Regions from separate parts of the Mus musculus genome. Here region 1 is linked to region 2. A link is a contact called in public promoter capture Hi-C data. All regions are on one chromosome and are shown on one strand. The core of a region is the stretch at or near the end of the contact, and the rest is flanking DNA. Distances in the headings are between cores, read along the strand shown. Region 1 holds the start of Rsl24d1 (ribosomal L24 domain containing 1). Region 2 holds the start of Dnaaf4 (dynein axonemal assembly factor 4).

The links. Capture Hi-C pulls out chosen DNA fragments and counts their contacts.
Region 1: a promoter capture Hi-C map of liver shows a contact between it and region 2. The contact joins the promoter of Rsl24d1 here to the promoter of Dnaaf4 in region 2. A contact is called at or near these places in 17 of 39 promoter capture datasets (the C10 cell line, the HPC-7 cell line, HPC-7-derived erythroid cells and 12 more), 1 of 15 datasets of contacts at CTCF or cohesin (CD8 T cells), 39 of 484 Hi-C or Micro-C datasets (B cells, the Ba/F3 cell line, CD4 T cells and 19 more), 24 of 115 datasets of contacts at active chromatin or transcription factors (the SCID.adh cell line, bone marrow-derived macrophages, effector CD8 T cells and 12 more) and 4 of 9 other capture datasets (adipose tissue, embryonic stem cells, liver and 1 more).

The regions. Positions count from the first base shown.
Region 1 is chr9:73,111,502-73,115,027 of GRCm38.p6, reverse strand. Rsl24d1 (ribosomal L24 domain containing 1) reads right to left here and starts at 1,559. Exons shown (of 6, transcript NM_198609.2): 1 at 1,445-1,559; 2 at 27-140. The coding sequence starts at 1,525.
Region 2 is chr9:72,957,400-72,960,981 of GRCm38.p6, reverse strand. Dnaaf4 (dynein axonemal assembly factor 4) reads right to left here and starts at 2,197. Exons shown (of 9, transcript NM_026314.3): 1 at 1,985-2,197; 2 at 253-400. The coding sequence starts at 2,107.

The DNA of each region.
Region 1 (3,526 bases), core at 310-2,809, 150 kb before region 2:
CAGGCCAGGCCACCACCCGCACTCACCACCGTGAGCTCCTTGCCAGCTGCTTTCCGGAAGGCTTTAGTCCACCTGACCTTGCGTGGGTTTCTCTTCTTCTTAAAGTTTTTATGACACTTGGATTTGCAGAATCGGAACACCTACAGGACACTCAAGTTAAAATACCGAGGAGCTGAAGAGTCAACAATAAAAATGTTTCTACATGCCCCCCCCGGCCCCCCCCAGCCAACCAAAAAGAAAAAGCAAACAAACAAAAAACTACTGTAAAGCAAAAAAAAAAAAGACACTCACATAAGAACTAAGGACAACACCTAGAATCACATGCGACATCAGAACAGAAGGACACTCAAGTGTTTGATGGGTGTCCGACATCATCTCTACCAGGCTAAGCACCCGGAAACCATCACTAATCACTTTAGAGAATAATACCTTACACTGGCCTTAAGTGAAGGAATAGTCTAAGAAAAAGCTCCTTAAAGACCTTCTCAGCCGGGCGTGGTGGCGCACGCCTTTAATCCCCAGCACTTGGGAGGCAGAGGCAGGCGGATTTCTGAGTTCGAGGCCAGCCTGGTCTACAAAGTGAGTCCCAGGACAGCCAGGGCTATGCAGAGAAACCCTGTCTCGGAAAAAAAAAACAAAAAAAAACAAAAAAACAAAACAAACAAACAAACAAAAAACAACAACAACAACAAAACGCTATCTGGAGCCTGGCAGTGGTGGCGCACGCCTTTAATCCCAGCTCTTGGGAGAGACAAGAGGCAGGCGGATTTCTGAGCCTGGTCTACAGAGTGAGTTCCAGGACAGCCAGAGCTATACAGAAAAACCAAACCCTGTCTCGAAAAACCAAAAATAATTAATAATGCAATTTCTGTGTGTCACTGGAAGCAACATAAAAAGTAAGCCTTTGAGGTTACTGGGCGCTAGCAAAGAAAGCTGAGTATGGTAACTAAAATGTGTGACCCGCTCAGAAACAGAAACCTAAACTAAGAAAGCCTGTGCATGCGGCACAAATCATAATGCTTTTGCTTACATACTTCATTCCGTGAGAACCTTCAAGAAGTGGGATAGTGAAGGCTGCCGAAGTAGCCAGTTAATCCCCCCCAAAGAACCCCCATGCTGTCTTTCTCCTAGCTCATCTCCAGCAACAATGCAAAAGTCTATAAGGCTCAGGCACCATGTCCATTAACCGCTACAGACAACCCCACCTCCCACTGTACGAGAGCATGAGCCTCCTTAAGCATTAATTCGACCGACTTCCTGACCCTGCGGCAAGCCGGGTGGCCTGCGGATGAGATGAGCGTCTGACAGCAACGAGGAGACCTCGCCGGCAGTGAACCGACGCCGGGTCCAGCCCAGGCCACTCCACGGCGTTCAGAACCCGGCGCGAGCAGAGCGCGCTCCAGTCCCCGAGCCGTCCGGAGCGTGCGGGCCACGGCCGCCTCACCTTGCAATCGTTGCGGACGAACATCATGCCGTGCCCCGGGTAGATCGGCCCGGAGCAGAAATAACACTTTTCGATCCTCATGTTGACCCCGCGTGGGACCCACCTTCGGGACGCGGAGCTGGAGAGGAAGTGGTACGTCACTTCCTAGTCGCCGGAAGCGAGTCCCTGACCCGACCCGGAAATGGTATCTTAGAATATGAATGAGCTGAAGGTAAAGGCACCACCTGACCCGCGTGTGCGCAGCAGCAGCAGCAGCAGCAGCAGCAGCAGCAGCAGCAGCAGCAGCAGCAGCGTCCCGCGCAGACGCAGAGGCTATAGACTGCATCTGGGAGTTTGACTTTTTGGTTCTGTGAGATCTACCGTACGGGCGCTTTGGAATTTTTCCCGGTATACTCATTCCATAGCGCTATTGCGGTGCTTGTGCTTTGCCACGGGCACGCTCCCCCACACCGGATTGTACCAAAGTCTGCTTTACTCCAGGCTTGTCTTCCCCAAAGGACTTGGCAGGAGTACACAACTAAAACCTTCCACCCGGGGCTGGTGAGATGGCTCAGTGGGTAAGAGCACCCAACTGCTCTTCTGAAGGTCTGAAGTTCAAATCCCAGCAACACATGGTGGCTCACAACCATCCCTAAAGAGATCTGACTCCCTCTTCTGGAGTGAATGAAGACAACTACAGTGTACTTACATATAATAAAACAAAATAAAATTAAAAAAAAAAAAAAAAACTTCCACCCTGGTCTTAGGAGAGCAACCTACTCAAAGTCAGGACAGCTTGGACGAGTTGGTTCTTTCCTCTCACCATGTGGGTCCAAGGGATGCTTAACTGATTTTGTATTTTGGCAGAGGGTCTCGTTTTGTGTAATCTGGAACTGGCTATGTAAACCAAGCTGGACTCGATCTAATAAGAGATCTCCCTACCTCTGCCTCCTTAGTACTGGGATTAAAGGGGTGTGCTACCAGGTGCTGGAGAGATGGCTCTAGGGTTAAGAGCACTGGTTGTTCTTCCAGAGGACCCAGATTTGATTCCCAGAACTCACATGACAGTTCACAACCATCTGTAACTCCAGTTCCAAGGGATCTGATGCCCTCTTCTGGCCTCCACAGGCACCGGGCATACATACACACAGTACACTGACATATATGTAACCAAACTTCCTACACATATAAAATAAATTTTAAAGGAGAGGGGCTGAAGTGATGAGCACTGCTCTTCCAGAGGACCTGGGTCCAGAGGACTTATAGGCAAAATACCAATGCACGTGAAAATAAAAATAAAATATTTTAAAGGGGAGGGGTGGGAGCTGGAGAGATGGCTCAGCGGTTAAGAGCACTGATTGCTCTTCCAAAGATCTGAGTTCAAGTCCCAGCAACCACATGGTGGCTCACAACCATCCCTAATGAGATCTGACACTCTCTTCTGGTGTGTCTGAAGACAGCTACAGTGTACTTACATATAATAATAATAAATAAATCTTTTTTTAAAAAAGGAGTGTACTACCATGCCTTGCTATTTTTTAAATCGTATTATTTTATGTGTTTTACTTGTTTAGTATGTGCACATTGTGTGTGCTGTGCCAGCCAATGTCAGAAGAGGGCATAGGATCCCGGGAACTGGAGATAGAGATAGGTGCGAGTCTCCATGTGGACCCTGGGACTGAACCCAAGTCCTCTGGAAGAGCAGCCAGTGCTCTTAGCCTCTGAGTCATCTCTCCAGTGCCTCGTTCTGTTTTTGAGGTCTCCGTCTCAATATACAGCACAGGGTTCCCTAGAAATCATGATCTGTGCTGATACTGTAGAGGTGTGCCACCATACTGGCTTGATATTTACCTGCTGATCGTATATTGAAATATTTAAAATATGGTCTGAGAGGCCAAACCTACTCCATCTTGGGACCAGCCTCCATCTTAAAGCAAGCCTGAGACTTGGCCTGCAGCTGAACCCAAGCTGCACCCAAGTACCAGGAAGGACCCCAGGGCTTGTCCTGGGCCAGAGTTACTCCCTAGCTACTTCCTAGCAACAGTTAATCAAAGATTAGTCTGATTGTTTCAAATGTACTTTCAGACCATTTGTCATTGTATA
Region 2 (3,582 bases), core at 948-3,447:
AACCTGATGGAGACAGCATCTTTTATATGGCGCAGGGTGGTTTAGCACTGTGATCCTCTTACTTCAGCCTCTTAAGACCTGAGACGTGTAAGCAAGCATCACCTGGAGTCACCATGACAACCGGAGGGGGAAAAATATTTTTTGAGACAAGGTTTCATGTAGCCCAGCTTTCTGATATTGGCTTACAGGTACATACTGAGCTCTCGTGAATGGCACCCAGCTCAAGTGAACAACTTTCACTTAAAAACTTACCACCCGGCACAGAAAGGCTATCCCACAGAACTGGCTCCTTTTTATACAATGTGAAAAGAATCGTGTCATTTCCAATCTTGGCTTTGCTCTTCCCATCATCTATAGGAGCATAGAGAAACAGCTCAAATAAAAATGGAGGAAAGTTAACCTGTTCAGACGAGAGAGAGAGAGAGAGAGAGAGAGGCATTGAGTTAGTTACACAAATTAAAGACACTGCCATCTTAAAAAAAAAAAGCTGGAGAGACAGCTCAGTGGTTAAGAGCACTTATTCTTGTAGACAACCTGGGTTCTGTTCCCAGCACCCACATGGAAACTCCCAACCCTCTGAAATCCAGTTCCAGGGGATCTGACATCCTCATCTGAACTCCTAGGGCATCAGACAAGCACATGGTACACATTCATGCACAGAGCCAAATCTGCAACACACATCAATAAAGGTAAATCAAAAAAATTTACAACCGTTTATTCCAGAAAAAAAAAAAAAAAAAAGCAAACATGCTAGGGTGGGGACATAGTTCCTGGTGTGGTGTCCCAGGCCTGTTATCCGGGCACTCAGGAGGTAGAAGCAGGGTGCTCAGACATCCCAGGCCATTCTCAGCTACGAAGTGAGGGAGCCAGTTTGAAGCCAGCCCTCCCCTTCTCCATCCCGGTGTGTGTGTGTGTGTGTGTGTAAAATGTTTCTCAAAACCCCACTGAATTTATTCCAGGCAGCATAATTTAGCAAAGCATATGAGGACGCAATAGATGAAAGCAAATCTGGAACCTGAATATGTCTAGATGACACCACACTGACAACAGATTTGTTTTTGTTGTTGGTTTGGTTTTTTTGTTTTTTTTTTTTAGATATTTTTGTTTGGTTGGTTGGTTGGATGGTTGGTTTTGTTTTGCTTTGTTTTTTGGTTTCTCGAGACAGGGTTTCTCTGTGTAGCCCTGGCTGTCCTGGAACTCACTCTGTAGACCAGGCTGGCCTCGAACTCAGAAATACGCCTGCCTCTGCCTCCCAAGTGCTGGGATTAAAGGTGAGCACCACCACTGCCCAGCTGTTGTTTTAATGACAACGTTGTGCGCATGTGTGTGGGTCTGAGTGCCATGGCACGCAGGAGGAGGTCAGAGAATTGTGAGAAATTGGTTTTCTCCTTTCTGGGGACGGAACTGCAGCTGTCAGGCTTGGTGGTAGTGCATTAACTCATTGGCCCATCTCAGCAGCTTTAGACTTGTTTATCAACTTTAAGTTGAGGTTTAGCCAGGGATGGGAGAGCATCCCATTAATCCCAACACTTGGAAGTCTGAGGCAGGAGGATTGCCAGTGTGGGCTACAGAATAAGACACCCTCCACCCTGCTCACACCCCTGTAGCTATTGGGGCTGGAGAGATGGTTCAGTGGTTAAGAGCACTTATTCTTCCATCCTGCGTGGCTCACAACCATCTGTAACTCTAGTTCTAGGAGATCTGACCCCCCTCTTCTGGCCTTCGCAGGCATTTGCACACACCTGATGCACACTCATGAATGCACGCATTCATACATTTAATATATACATAGTTACTAGAGATGTAGCTCAGTGGCTTGGCATACACAGGATGCTGGGTTTGATCCTTAGCATAACAAAAATAAATTAATTAAGGGTAAAAAATGTAAATTAAAAATTAACTTTAAAAAAGTAAAGCCATGGACACTCTACAAGACAGCTCCTGCTCCCGGGGCGCACAGCAACTGCATCTCCGCCCCGCCCACCTTCAGGTAACTTTCCCCACAGAATACGTCAGCATCGCGCACGCAGACGCCCCGCAAAGGCAGCGACAGGAAGATCGTGGCCGGCGTCTGCTGCCAGCTGAACTCGCTCACTCGCACTGGCATGGCGGGACCAGGGACTGCACAGCCACTTTACGTCGCTAGGAAGCCGATCGGGTTGCTAGGGAAGCGGGGATTGCGGGGTTGCCATCACTTCCGGCCCTTAGGGTCCTTCCGGGTCAGGGGTCCAGTAGGACCCTCGGTCTCCCACTATGTTGGGTATTGCAGTTGTCGGTAGTCCTACTTGAGTCTGGAGTATCTGTGTCCCCGCTGCCTCTGAGAGAATGAGGACGAAGTAGAGCAGAACACGGAAACGAGAGGGCTCGGGGACAGGAGACTGCCGTGCGCAGGCACTGCTTCCCAGAGGATCCGAGTTCGAGGCTCAGCACCCGTGCTCGGCGTCTCTCAAGCGCCAGGAGCTCCAATCTGATACCCTCTTCTGGCTTCCGAGGGCACCGCACTCACACGCAGGCACAACTTAATTACATACAAATAGTTTAAAGTGACTTTTTGCTAAAGGAGAAGAGAAGCTGTGGTGTGGCTCCCTGGGAGAGGCTGGGTTGTATTCCCAGCTCTGGAAAGGAAAAAGCTTGGAGCTTTAGGATGCAGAGGGATATGGGTCGGCAGAGCTGGAATGTGTACATTGTGACAGCAAGGCACATTTAGAGTCAGGACGTTTGGTTTGCTCTGACCATTTGCTGTGTGGTAGCCTGTAATCTCACGACTTGAGCAGAGCCCTCAGTTGGAGACCCACCCTGATAAACACAAATATTCTGTCTCAAAATACAAAGCAACGTTTGATGTTCAGGGGCTGACGCCGTCACCCATCCTAGGAGCACTGGTGTGTACATTCCCTTAACCCTGGGAAGGGACCTAAACTTCAATTTTTGAGACCCAAAAGCCTCACAATAAACTTTGCTGCAATTCCATAGTAGGATCTATTGGATTTAAACTGATCCATTTCCCAGTAGCTTACACTGGACTTCAATAATACACACCGAACTTCAGCTGCCAAGAAACTTGAAGGCCGTGTAGTTCAGCCCAACGTCTTTAGTGCCATGTGCATTGTTAGCAGAAAAATGACTGAGATCTTTCATTTATTCTAAATGCTCCTTCTACACTACTTCCTTAGGCCCAGTTTCTACATTACGCGAGTCTGATGTGAATGATAAATGTAATTAAGTACTAGAGAAGTTATTTGCACATAGAATGCTGCATTTTAAACTAGAAAAAAAAAGTTTGGAGAGCATTTAGGGAAATGTTTAAACTCCAGCATAATTTATTGCAGAAAGTTTAGGATCAGTAGAGTTGGTGTTAGTATCTCTCCCTTCCTGATCCTGACCTGTTTTGTCAGCAGATCATTATCTCAAACTTCTGCTCCTTTGTCAGTCCTTCTGAGCAGAGAACCTAACATCCTGCTGATTTGTTTCACTTTCATCCTGCTTTTTGCCATTTCCCTCTTTTTATTCTATTCTTGTTCCTAGCATGTTGTCTCAAGCTCTTGTGTCTTTTCTGGCTTCTACAGGCACTGTATACACACA